Regions from separate parts of the Gossypium hirsutum genome. Here region 2 is linked to region 1. The links are chromatin contacts, called in public Hi-C maps. All regions are on one chromosome and are shown on one strand. The core of a region is the stretch at or near the end of the contact, and the rest is flanking DNA. Distances in the headings are between cores, read along the strand shown.

Region 1 (7,376 bases), core at 1,884-4,383:
CTGAGATCCAGATGTTGCAAGAAGAGCGCACAAGCTGGTGATTTTATTCACATACGATCAAATAGAAAGGCTACCTTTTCGGAGAGAGTGAAGCTCATGACGCAACTATGATTACTTCGTGCTTAAATTGGTTACAAACAGATTATTCGCCATGATCCAGACTTCACGGGCAATCCGAACATCCGTAAATGAGGAAAAAAACGAAGAGCTTATCGTAGACAAAAGCCAGGAGGTAAGCAAACTGCCTTACTGATCAAAGATCAAAACAGACAGATTAACGACAAGGCTACCATTGAAGGATTGAATAAACCTCGTCGGAGCTGTCAATAATCCATTAAGTATACCAAACAAATCGTATTCACGAAGAATGAGCCGGATCTACTGTTGTCATTGAACGAACGAACCTTCATCCAGTTTGACAACCTCATGTCGAGGAAAGGACGTGACCACTCGATCACCAAGAAGCACCGAGCCACTAAGCTCAACAGAATCAGATTCGGCAGAATGCGTGGTAGCCATGCCCGAGAATCACCGAGCGACTGATACCATGATATAATACTAGAATAGAAGGATAAATATTTACAAGGTAATGATCTATCTTATTTTCTTTAATCGGTTCATATACAAGCTTATACAGAGAAGAGGAACCTTAACTGCTATTAACAAAAAACCAACTTTTGTAACTGCTTAACCACTTAGCTAATTTAGCTAATTCACACACTAATCACATGTGTATTTAGATACTATAACAATGTCCAAAAAAAATGAACCTGTCAAAATAATCTTTCTTCAATTCAATATTTCGTCAATTCACGAGCTGCAATTTCAATCCATTCCACTCCATTGTTAACGTCCTTATTGCAAATTTGATTCGAAAATCCATTTAAGGCCAATGCACTCTTTGCAATAGGGCATTTATGTAGGGCACGCATAATATCTTCTGACTTATTTCTAAATCTTAAATAAGCAAAACTTGCGCCTTGTATTCGTGCATTCAAAGCACAACCCGAGTGGAGAATATTATTGTACACTCTCTAACAAAAGATCTTGATTTTATTGCTCACATTCACTTTCCATATGCATTTTGCATGCAATTCTATGAGGTCCCAAGTCAAACTCGTTAACTGATTGAAGTAAACATCTATACCAACTTCAAACTGAGTAATTCCCATTAGCATTCCAATTCCAAATAAGTTTATCTTCAGCATTCTTATTCACCAACGAAATCTTGCAAATTGCTTCTGCTTCCTCTTTAGAAAACTCTCTCTTAATAAGGTTCTCCCTTCAAACCATTCGGCTTACATCAGTGAGTTCACAAACCTTAGACTCTTCGTTGAAGTTGGTACAAGGGGATAGAGCCAATGAATTTAATTCGGTTGGAATCCAAACATCTTCTTTAACTCGTGCGGTGAGACCATTTCTAATCCACCATCTAGCATCTTCTTTAACTTGGTTCCATAAAGGAACAATTCAGAAAGTATCTAGCTTTAAAAACTTTATGGCAAAGTGAGTTCTTGTTGCGAAGGAGACGCCATCTTTGTTTCGCTAAAAGAGAAAGGTTGAATAAATGCAAATCCCGAAACCCCATGTCCCCTATACTTTTTGGTTGACAAACATTGTTCCATTTGAGCCAAGATATTTCTTGGAACTGGTTGATGAGTAGCCTTCTCTCCTCAACTGAAACATACAAGAATTTGACCAATTTTGGTAATGTAAACCCATCTGTCAATTGGAAGTTGATTTGGAAGTGTAAGGCTCCTCAAAGAGTTCGTGTATTTCTATGGTTGTTGTGGCAAAATAAGATTCTGATTAATGGGGAACGGGCTCGACGACATATGACTAACGAAGGTCATTGTGTTCATTGTGGAAATTCCATTGAGACAAGCTTACATGCCATATGAGATTGTGAGTTCTCAAAAGTGGTTTGAAAGACAATGATTCCAATTCAGTCAGGAATATGTTCTTTTCAGCGAATCTGAATATATAGTTAACCACTAACTTGTTAACTCAAGAGGAATTGACTATAAAGGAGGAAAATTGGCCGATTTTGTTTGCAAAATTGTGTTGGCTATTATGGAAAAGCCAAAATAATTTCATTTTCAATAATAGTCATAGTAATGTTGATATTGTTGTAGGTACATGTTTAGCCTGGGCTGCAAGCTTTGTAAACTCAAAATCTTGTGAACTCCATTGCATTTAGATGGTGTCGGGTGATCATTGGAGACCGCAGGAGAAAGGGTAGGTTAAGTTGAATGTAGATAGTGCATTATTGGAAAGCAATAATACTGTTACGATTAGAGGAGTATTTAAAGACCATGATGCTAATTAGATGTGCGATTTTGCTATATGGATTGAAAAGTAATTAGTTTTCAATATTGAGGTAAGAGTTATATTAGAATGCCTCAATTTAGCTTGGGCGTTTGGTTTTAAGCAATTGGAGTTGGAGTGTGATTATACTTTAGTTGTGGAAACTATCTTAGCTGGTGACACGGGTACTAGTATGTTATCAGAGTTGCGTTTGATTAGTCAACTTTTATGTCAAAATTGACAGGTTCGATTTTGACACATCCCTAGGGAACTTAACAAAGAGATGATTGGATGGCTAAATCGGGAAGCAAGAACTATGATGAGATGCAAGTATATGAAGAGGCCTTAACCCTTATTACGAGAGCTTTTCGAGGTTGATCTTGATTCTATGGTTGTTACTTCTAATTAATTTGTCATCTTTGCAGTCACTTTCTAATTGTTTCTTGTTACCAAAAAAAAAAGGCAAATGATTGAAATGTTACAACCTAAAAACGTTATTGACCAAAATATAACATTTTATAGTTGAGAGGTAAAAAGAAAATTAACCAAAATTGAGTGATTATTTTTTTAATTTGATTTTAGTCTTTAGTTTTTATTTAACGTTTCTTTTGATAGAAAATATTAAAATTTTAAGTGTATGTTTCGCATTTGAAAAATAAAAATTATAAACGATCATAGTTTTTTTATGGTATGTTAAAATGTAAAAGAAAAACGTGGGACATTTTAATAATGTTGCTGACATTCAAATATTTTATTTTTAAAAGAACAAAAAAATTGATGGCGTCCATGAGAAAGCCCAAAGAGGGCCCGAATCTTTAACAGATATATAGGCAACGGCCCAACCATATAAAACGTGGTACCAGAAGACCCAAATCTAAATATAAAGGCGGTTTTCGAGACCCAAAACTAAAACGGCGAAGGCTAATTGATAAGCAGCGTGAGCAGAGAAAGCTAGCTAGGGTTTCTTTCCTTACAGAATGATTTACGACGTCAATTCTGCACTCTTCCGCTCATTCCTCAGCCAGAAGGGCGGCTCTGACAAAAGGTTCCTCTCTCTCTCTTCTCTCTCCATATATATATATGCATCTTTATCCTTTTCCATCCTAATTTATGTGTAAACTTGCTCCCGTGTTAGTTTAGTTTCAATGTTATTAACGTAAATGATTATATTCACTGGGAGTTGATGAAATGCTGACGTATTCTCTTTTCAAGATTTTTGTTTGCTATTTTAATGGGAATGTTGGTCAAAGGGGAAATTTTATCAAGTGCTTACTTTTGATTCCGGCGGAAACTTGGCCAGAAAAATGTTCACTAATTGTTTATTTCAATTATTTAGCATGTATTTTTCAACTATTCGATGAAAGCTAATTATTTTTTTTTGGGAAGATTGTGATTGCGAACAATGAGTATGATGTTTAGAATTAGATTCTTTGTGTTTATGTTGTTTGAACATATATAGAGAGGGCTTTATTTGCACTGGGCTTAGCTTGCTGGTTTGTTTTGTGATTGATTCTTATGAAATTAGGAGGATATGGTTGCTAATTGCTTTAGATGTCTCTAGCAGTTATGGTTACTGAAACTGCATCCAGTGGGCTCTATTCAATAACCTGCAACTTGCGACTTAGGAAGCTTTTATCAATCTCTCTAACACTCAGTGAAGCCTGTTTTATGGTCAGCTCTTTCCAGATACAACATTGAATTGTTTCTTTTATGGTTTATGTTCTCAATTTGGGGAAAGATTTGTTTGTCTTTCTAGTTTAGCTTGTTATGCTGTTTAAACAACTTGTTTCCTTTCTCATGCTTTGCCTTGTGCTACAAATGATGATTATGTGAGGTTTTCTAATGCGTCATTTGCCGTCTGCCTCACTGAAATCTTATTGTAAGAAAAGGTTTTTGTTCCGGTGAGATGCTTCTAATCAGTGGGTGTAACTTTTGCTTGGCTTTTCAGGAAAATGGAGGAGCAGAGACCCAAAGCAAGTGAGAACAAACCTGTTATGACAGAGTAACTGATGCTTTTTTTTAGTCTGCTTTAAGATAGGACAGGTTGGTTGTTGTTTTAGAATGGAAATTATTGTGGATGTTTCTAATTTCTATATTATAACAGTTTTTATTGTTTGATTTGGAATGACCATGTTCTTATCTGGCATTCAAGCTTCTATTTTCCTGATGTTATTTTAGTTCGTGCTGTAATATTCATAGATTTTTCTCTTTGCTGGGGGCATGATGTGGCAGTTTGGTCCCCTGTTGCTTCATTGTAATTTATGGAGCTATTATGAGTTTTATGACCATGTTGGCCCTTATTTTACTTGTTATTTATAGGGGAAGTATTGCTAATGTAGGGCCAAATCTTAGTTAATATTTCTGCATTAAGCCGATTCTCGAGATTGGAATTAAATTAAAACTTGCAAGGATTTCTTATAAACTAGCAATGTATGATCAAGTGTATAATGTTGATGATTGAAATGAACTATCCGATTTAAGACAGACATTAATGGCGGAGCGAGGGTAGCCTTATCCGTTACTACTTTTGTTACAAAGATGGGCTTTCTGTTGGTTTTATTCAAAAAAGGTAATAACCAGTAAATTTGACGTTCCGAGGTTCGGAGTTCAGTATGTGTGATATGTTTTAATACCCAAGGACGTATGGTTGATGATATGCCAAAGAATCGCCGTGTTTGTCAAAAAGCCCTTTGCGACAAAATGAGAAAATTCATTTCTTTTTTGGGATAAGCAATAAATTTGATATTTATGGTAAAACATGGAAAAATAGAAAGCGTGTAAAAAGAATTACAAAAATATTAGAGTGAGACAGAGAGTGGAAGGACAACAACAGACATATGGGTCCCCGTCAAGATGTGGAAAGAAGAGAAGTAAAGGTAGTATTGCATGCATGGCATGCACTTGAGTGCCGGTGCCTACCCATGTGCACACCCAATTCCACCCTCTTATTTTCAGAGAGTAAGTTATGGATGATATAAGATAGACGAAATCACTTGGAAGGATTATTATTATTACCTTATACACAATCTTGACTTGTTGCATTTCATAGTCATATGAGCTATAATTACATTTTAAAAGTTATCGACGTTAATTTAATATTTCAAAAACAAAATGGAATGGAGTAAAAAATGCATACATTAGCAAATGTTCATGAACTTCTTGAAATGATAATTCCTCCTAAATTTCAAATTATCCAGCTAATGAATAAGAAAAAACAAAACAAGAGTATATTATATAGTTGATCTGAAATGAATCAATCATTTGAAATATTTTCTTTTAGAAATCATTTGATACATTTTTTCAACTCCAAAAAAAAGGTAAAAAATAATGTATTTTTAGTTTATATTTTAAAAATTAAAAACTAAAAAAAAAAAGGAAACACAAGGATTTATTAACCTGGCCTGACTCCACTATAACAATAATATTTGTTATTAATTTTAGACAAGTGCTCCACAACACTGGTAAGTTGTTGACTCTCATCTCAGATGTGTATAATTGAAGTGGGCCGTTTTAATCTTAAACTCAAAGCTACCATAGTTTGAATCTACCATCTGTTAGTGTTAGGTATAATTAATGAAAATGAAAATTCTTGGTGAGATGAAACCAACTATAGAAATTGTAGTCCCCTCCCCCAATTTGTAATGTACCCAAAAAGATGTCTCATATTAGGTTTGTTAACCCTCTTTAACATTTATAGGTTCTGGGTTGGTTTCTCCTGTGTTTTTCTTTTTTAATCTGGCTTGTTAAGGTTTTGAGTGGACGAAAGATGTAGTATTTCAGACAGGCATATAAGTTACCCATAATTTCTCATTTAAAATAATGTACTCTCAAGTCTTCATACATAAAATCATTATTCAACTTCTTTATCTGTTTGTACAAGGGAACTTGAAGCCTTTATCTATTTTAACTGTAAGTTTGTCCAATCAATTATACTTAATTATTTCATAGAGAAAAAGCCGAACATTACTGTGAGAGAATGTAAACAGTGGTGTAGCTAGGGTAGAGTTTCGGTCCCTCTAAAATAGAAAACTTTTCATTTAAATCCTTTAAAATTTTAAATTAATAAAAGTAAAATTACTTTGCACCCCTTAAAAATGATAAAAAAATTGATTTAATCCTTTAAAAATTTTAAAAATATAGGCTATTAAAATGATAAAATTATATTTTTACTATCGTAAAAGTTATAATTTAATTTTTGCCCCCTAAAAAATTTTCAAGCTTCACCCCTGGATGTAAAATTAAAATAGTGTTATACATTTTCATAATTTATTGTACAAATATTAATATAATTGTATTTATTATACGTATAAATTTTTAAATCGATCCAATATTTCAATCATACTGATATATATTTAACAATTACTAGTTTTTTTTTACTTAAAACAAATAATTATGAATTTTCATTTTATTATAAACTTGATATTTAGAATCTAGATAAATAAAACATAGAATATGATAATTGAGTTGTTAAATATTAATAATAAAAAATATATAAAATTATTTTCATTTTACAATGTACTCCATCTCTCTCTATATAATATGTGAAATAGTTTGTGGAGCTCAACTAATAAATAGGAAGTTAATGCTTTAACGTAATCGAATTCATGTGTTCCTGTATTAACAATAATGCCTATACCAATCGAGTTAAGACTCAGTCTTTATATGTATATATATAAATGTAAATAAATAAATATAATTTTAAGATATTAATATTTTTATCAATAGGTTTGTTAATAATTAATCATTTTATTAGAAAATATTGATGCGGTATTTCTTTTACCTTTTATTTGATGATATCTATAAATCTATTGCTTAAAAACATTTGCTTTAATCCAAAATTATTTTTATCCCCATAATTATAATTTTTATTATCAATTTTTTTACTATAGTTGCCATCTTATAACATTTTCATTTAAAACTTTAATATATTAATATTTTAAATTATATTTGTATTTAACGGAAAGAAAAGAGTTAAACATAGGTAATTATGCATGAATTGCCAGTTATCAAAGTTGAAATTGTCCACCATTAATAGTTGGGTGCAATGATAAGACACCTTCTACTCTAAA
Region 2 (7,376 bases), core at 1,749-4,248, 150 kb after region 1:
TTAAGCTTTACCATATATGCCGGATTGTATGCCAAACTATCTTAAATTCTGATTTCCGAGGATGCCTCATATGCAAATATCGCATGCAAGCCATTCCTGAGGCAAAACCCAGCAGCATTGCTAGCACACATAACCATGAAAATAGAGGGACTTTGCGAACCTGCATGTGATCATTATAGCCATTACAAAATAATTAACCAAGCAATATGCTTGCTTGCGCAAAACCTCGTATCACCACTGAGGAATCATACAGACATCAAGAATAACTAAGAATGCCTTGTAAGTACGGTAAGGATACAAAAGCTAAATGACTTGCTTGACAAAGCGTAATGATAACAACAAATATTTTGGATTCGAGCAAAACACTTGCCAAGAAATTTTGTAAGCATAATGAATCAAACCAAAGAAGCAAGCATTTACAAGTTATCAGCATGCTTTACAAATCAGAGTAAAAGAAAATACAGCCATGCAGAACATCTTAGCCATTATTATTGGTGCAAGTCATGCATTTTCCATTACCCAGTTCTTGTACGGAAGATTTCGATCTGCGTGCTCAAGTGAGTAGCGCAGCATATCAACAATTGTCAACTCTGTTACTGGATCATGGTTTTCTGCAAACTTAAAGGCTTACACTCAATTGCATAAATAATGGGATGGCAAAAAGTAATCAATAAATTACAAAGAAGAAAATGTAAATAACTTGATGAAGGCACCTGGAATATCAAAAATTTGTTTTGCAGGTGGAATACCAAGCAGCTCTCCCAAATAAACACGGGCGCGAACACGGTCAGCAATTGAAAGTAAATCTCCATGTGTGATAACGACAACAGGTTTATCATCTAAACAAACAAAAAAGCATTCAGCAAATCGATCACCTGATAAGAAGAAAGTCACATCCACTAATCCACAAAACAAAAAAACAAACAAACAATACCAACAAGGAATAGGAGAATGAGAATAGGAAATTAAGAAGATACAAGATGAAACATTAAACTTCTGTGAATAAATACATGGTAGTTACGAGGTGCCAGCCATTCAGAAGACATAAGCTGTCTTTATTGATCAGCTCCACACATTACACAAAATAAAACCATTAGTAATATCTCCGTACCTTTAAATGATAAGCACGGATGCTTGAAAACCTCGTTGATCATCTGCAAGCAGAGTAAGTCTTCCACGCCATGACCCTCAATGGATTTCAAAACAGAAACCGCATCAACAACAAAAATGACAAAATTAACCATCTGGGGCCTGCAGAACTTCCAACCTAGCTCTCGTGGTTTAAATTTCATTCTTCTCCTTAAACTGGAATCATCTGATTTCCTGATTAAACAAATCACTCATACGAACTAATCTGGAGACAGGAAAAATTACATCCATGACACAAACTACTCTGTAAAGTTACAAAGCAAACCTGATAACAGGTTCCCCATGACGAACACCATTATTCATCCAATTTTGAATCACATTAATGTTTTCAGAGGTGCCGTCGGCCAAGCCCCTGGAATCATAAAGACAGAATGAAGCTGAACCTCTTGGGATCATGTATCCTTGAAGATAGTAGGTCCCATCTCCAACAGATGGATTATCTGCTTTAGAGAAAATACTAAGTTCAGGATTATAATAACTACATCTACCTTGCATAAAAGTGATCTAACAAACCAATGAAACAACATTACATGATATTTGAGCACGTTCTGGTGCAAAATTGTCATCCTCAAACACCCTGGAAATTTTATTGACAAGACTACTTTTTCCACACCCTTTTGGACCAATCAAAAGAAGTGATGTTGTTTTCGGAACATCGTAATCACTGAATTTCTTGCCACCAACATTCTCAATCCATATTCCAGGGAAATAACTGTTCATGTGAAATTACAAATGCCAATTAAAGTTAAGTAATACCAACTCTACCCATCTCGAACAACAAATGCTAAACTTCAACTACAATAAAACCTTCAGAACATACACTGCATACTTGAATTATATGTGCGGGTACTAATATTCACTAAACATGTTGTCAACAACTGTAAATATAATCAAGATCAAATCTGGCATTACATTATTAAGCAGCAATGATAAGAAGGTTTTTCATAAATCGCATTTTAGTGTTTGATGTTGCTTAGTGCACATTCTGATTATATCACAAACCTAGGATGAGAGGATCTTTTTGGTTTCAAAATTAAAAGTACGTGCAAGTTTCAAACCAGTACTTTTTAGAGAATTGAGTTTCTATTTCTGGAGCCAAGCAACGAATAAAGGAGAGCACTTTTTGGAAAGAAATGAAATTGTGCTACCAAGAATACCTCAAAACCTTGTACTTTGCCTCGTTTAGACTCATACTTCGAACCCGCAATTGATCATAACTCTGCAAAACCTCTTTGTAAACCTTCTGTCTCCTCTTGTGATAAGCTTCAAAGTCCGGAGAAGATGACTGAGGACCCATCTTATCAAATTCTTCTAAAAACAACCTATCGCTTTCATTTTTTTCCATCTTCAGCCTTCATTCTCAAATAATCCCTTGCTCATATGAAACCAAATAATCAAATTCAACATTTTTCACCAACACAGAAAGAAAAAAACTATTGATCCCAAGAAAATTATATAGGCTAAAACTCATTTCATCCTTTAAAACAGGGGGGGAAAAAAAGAGTACCTAAGCAAAGTGGGGTTTAGGGAAGACAATGATGGAAGTGAGAAATCTTGGTCTACTGAGTATTCTTCCTCTGTAAAAAAAAAGACAGAGAGAGATGAAAATGGATTCAAGATTAAAGATTAAATAGGAGAAATGAAATAAAAAGGAGAAAGAGAGTGTTGACATACCAGAAGTGAAGGTAGGAGGGATGATCGTCTCACCACCCATATTTTGCAGGAGAAAGTAAACTATATCCCCTGGTGAAAAAAACCGCAACAGATTACGTGTTGTAAGTGAGAAAACTTAGTTATATAATATTATTTGAGTGTTGATTTAAAAAAAAAAAGATCTGTTTGAGAGATTGATGCCAAAAAATGTGTTGGGAGAGATATACATAAGTTAAAAAAAATTTATTACTTTTCTAAAATTATTTTCTATATTTAAATTTTTAATTCAGATTATTTTGATATATTAAGTTTAAAGTTGATACGAAAACTTTAAGATAATCCTGGTTTTTTAATGACAATAATTTTTTCATGAAATCATCTATGGCTGTAATGCAGCTATTCGTTACGCCACCAAACTGAGTCAAATATGGAATTGGAACGGACTGTCCTCACCTTCCTCTCAATCACTGATTCTTAGCTACTATTATATTTATAAAATATATGTAGATTTTAATTTTGATTAATTTTTAAATTAAAATTTATTATTAAATATTTGTTAAGAATAAAATATTTATTATAAAAATTAAAGTATAGTTGTGTCCTTGTTTTCACTTTATTTTGTCTTTCTAGTGTTTTCAATTTTTAATGAATACATTTTATCTTTTTAAAAAATTTTAAATACATGGATATTTTCTTTTATTTAATAAAGATAAATTTATGAATTATCATTATATTCTTAAATCACTATCAATTCTATACATCATCATCAAGCTACATTGTCACGTTTTAAGAAAGTTTTTATGACTCTACAATCACCTTATATTTTACTGTGTCTCACACCAAACTCCAAGCTCTTCATATCATCTTCCCCATCTCCAAGAAGAAGAAAAGGACTCTTCTCTCTTGCTCAAACTCTGCTAGATCTCCATGGGAATTCCCTAAGCTCTATAAAAGACACAAAAGTCAAATACATACCTAACACTCTTCAAGCACTTCCTCAACAAGAACAAACCAGCATCATTAGTGTCTTTTTTTCATTTAGTGCTCTGAACCACTATCATACTTTATGGCTCTGCACACCACCAACAATGTGAACCATTATCGTTGTTATTTTTAACTATTCTTCACATTTTAATAGTCCCAAAGGCAAGTCACTTTATAACCTTTCTTTCAACGAAAGAAGCTATTGTTACCCATAATGTACCACTACTAATTTTATACACTACTCCATCACATCTTAAAGAAGCTCTCATGCCTATACAACTAACTTATATAGTAGGGAATCATTTCAGTAGATCTCAGTAGAGGTGAGTCATCGATCGAATCAAGTCGAGTGAAATGAAATTTTAGTTGAGTCGAATCGAGTGAACTTGTTCAAGTTAAATTAAAAAGTTAAACATGTCAAATTAAAATCTTGTTACAGTATAACTAAATCCATGTTAGAGCACATAAACTTGAAACCATATATATTTAAAAAAAATTTCAAAGCAAAATAAAAAAAATACTTTAGCACGATAAACTTGAATCATTAATTAACTTATTTATGTCTCCAAAATTATTATTCTAGAAATTTTTTATTTTGCTAACTTCCTTTATATATTTTTTAGAATTTTTATAAATTTTTTAAAAAAAATCTAAGTTTTGGATTTTTTTTAATTATTTTAAATTTTTTAAAAGGGTAAATTATATCAACAGTCATTCAACTTTGATGTAGCTGAAAAAAAAAGTCACTCTGATTTCAATTCAGTCACTCAACTTTTAAAAAATAACAAATGAGTCTTACGAACCATTTTCTATTACAGACATAACAGAAAAGCGACCTGGCATTTAATCAACCACTACGTTATTTCAAACCCAAAATATATATAAGGGTAAATTACACCAAAAACTACTCAACTTTGATCTCAATGACAAAACAATCACTCAACTTTCAATTCAGTCACTCAACTTTCAAAAAATAACAAATCAATCTTACTAACTTTCAAAAAACCAAACATCAAAAAAAGAAAAACAAATAAAACCCTTGAATTAATTCTTCTTGTTCAAGAAGAAAGCTGAGAACCATGGCTTCCTTATTGTCATTACCCCAAAATACCCTTTTCGATATCCTTTCTAGATTACCCTTTAGGTCCGTGACCTGATTCAAACCCCTTTCCAAGGAGTAGGCTTACCTCACCTTGACCACAACTTTCGTTGTCAACCATCTCCACCGCTCTTCTTCTGATCCATCTCTCATCCTCTTTTGCTACAATACTGATAAGCCATGAAAGTAACATATTTTTAATCTCATTCTTGATGCGTCTTTGGATGATTAATTATGTAAATTAGTGAATTTGATGCTCCTAATCCTTTAAATTCACGTCTTTATACTTATGAGAGCATTTAGGAGCAAAAGGAGCGAAAAATGAGCCAAAATCGAACAAATAGAGTTGTTTCCAGGATCTACAGGCCTAGGCATTTCCACACAGGCTGGCCACACATCCGTGTGAGCCACACGGGCTAGCCACATGCCCATGTGCTAGCCCATGTCGATTTCGCAACCTGCTTCCCAGATACGCGAAAAAAATTAATTTTTAGGCTTTCTAAGCATTCTAAAGTCTATAAAAACTAATTAGAAGAAAACCTAAGGGGGCAATCAGAGAAGATTGACGAAATTACTCGAAGAACACCGTTAGAGCCAACTCAGAAATGGATCTCCTTCAAGATTGAAAATCTTCTTTTAATTTCTTTCGAATTTTTATTGAATTTCTTTATGTCTTGTGGTTTTTCTGACTTTGAGATGTTTTCATTTCAGATTATGAACTAAATTGCCTAGATACCTAAGGAAGATGGAACCTATGATGAATCTTATTATTTGATTTTGATTTACATGATAAATAATTTATTCTTGTTCTAAACTATGTATGCTTATTTCGTATTTTAATATTTTTGGGATATTAATTCATGTTTAATGTGCTTATTTCAGTGGAGAAAAAATCTCTGTTTAAGAATAGATCTAGCATAGTTAAGTGGAGTTGCATGCAATCCTAGAAATTGGATGACATAAATCTACTAGATTAGATCAAATCTAATAGGGGAATCCGTAGATTGAGTTAATGCGATAATAGAGGTTTTAATTAGAAAGAGATTTCAATTAATCAACTTAGAGTCAGTTGTTCTTACTCTCGAAAGAGATATTAACATAATTTAAGGATTTCTACAGATCAAGACACAAGTGAATAAATCGTTTAACTCATATTCAGAATAATAGGTGAAGTCTAGGTGAATTCTTTCCTAGGTATTGTCTTTCTCTTTGGTTATCTTTGATTGTTTTCCCATTTCATTCTCTGTTGCGTTCGTAGTTAAATTAGATTAGTAAATTTAGATTAAAAACAATCACTTCAATTTATCGATAAAATAATAGAAAAACGGTAATTACTAGTACTTTTAGTCCTCGTGGATACGATATTCCCTACTCACCATAGCTATAATATTATTCGATAGGTGCGCTTGCCTTTGTCATAATTATATTTAGTTTAGTGACCATCAAGTACCCAGTCTTATTTTGACTTTGGGATCTTGCTAATCACTGACCCGACCCAGAATTTCACTTGTGGACATTTAATTGTCCCTTTGGAGGAACCACTTTCTTTGTTCCTGAAAATCATAGGTTCAATCGATTGTTTGGTTTGTCTGGATGTTCCTATTGTTTTGATTCTGATTTTGTTTTATGCAACTTGATATTGTTGGCAATGGAGTTAGTGTTGTTTAGCTTAATCGATGACCCTTTTGCTTATATCATCACATCCTATGAAGATCTCGACAAATTCGAGTCCTTTTGGTTCTTGAATCACTTAAATGTTGCTTTGGAGGATTTTCTCTTCACTAGTTTGGTTATGGATACTGATAGTTTGACCTAAAATTGTCTCCAATCCGATTTTGATTTGACTTTTTCAAAGTTAATGTCTTTGGGCAGCAGAAAAAGACAGTTGGATCCCAACCGTGGTGGCTCCTCTATTAGGGGGTTGAAAAAGAAAAAAAAAGATAGGGTGGTGGTTTGAAGGTCAATTGTGGCGGAGGCGGAGACGGTGAGATTGTTGGGATGAAGAAAAAGAATAAACATATTGGGTCATTTACGCAAAAAGTAAAATTATTGGGTCATTTATTAAAAAATAGAAAAGGAAGAACGAAAAAAGTAGTAACTCAACTTTGCCTCATCTAACATTGCAAGTTAAATGGCCATATTAGCTAGTTTACTGACCACGTCACCTATCCCATTAGGCCTGAGAACGGAAAATGTTAATGAGTAACTGATTTGTAACTTTTGGATAATGATGTTAATGGGTGATTGATTTGTCACTTTTCAATAATGTTAGTGATTGATTTGTTATTTTTTGAAAGTTGAGTGACTAAACTGAAACTTTGCCTCATCCAACGTGGCAAGTTAATTGGCCACGCCAGCTAGTTAACTGGCCAAACCACTTGTTCTGTTAGGCTTGTAACAAAAAATGTTAATGGGTGACTGATTTGTCACTTTTTAATAACGTTAGTGACTGATTTGTTATATTTTTAAAGTTGAGTAACTGAATTGAAAT

What was found. Hi-C and Micro-C count contacts between places; a contact is called where the count stands out from the background.
Region 2: a contact with region 1 is called in a Hi-C map of seedling, with 1.7 times the contacts expected there. The contact joins the promoter of LOC107924818 here to the promoter of LOC107922992 in region 1. A contact is called at or near these places in 5 of 34 Hi-C or Micro-C datasets (callus, leaf and seedling).

What each region holds. Positions count from the first base shown.
Region 1 is chrA11:17,037,938-17,045,313 of Gossypium_hirsutum_v2.1, forward strand. It overlaps LOC107922992 (wound-induced basic protein), which reads left to right and starts at 3,134. Exons shown (of 2, transcript XM_016853193.2): 1 at 3,134-3,352; 2 at 4,256-4,607. The coding sequence starts at 3,285. The coding sequence ends at 4,313.
Region 2 is chrA11:17,183,319-17,190,694 of Gossypium_hirsutum_v2.1, forward strand. It overlaps LOC107924818, which reads right to left and starts at 2,999. Exons shown (of 9, transcript XM_016855422.2): 1 at 2,824-2,999; 2 at 2,657-2,726; 3 at 2,307-2,520; 4 at 1,680-1,861; 5 at 1,415-1,589; 6 at 1,112-1,323; 7 at 714-839; 8 at 520-611; 9 at 1-160. The coding sequence starts at 2,494. The coding sequence ends at 8. It also overlaps the pseudogene LOC107924819.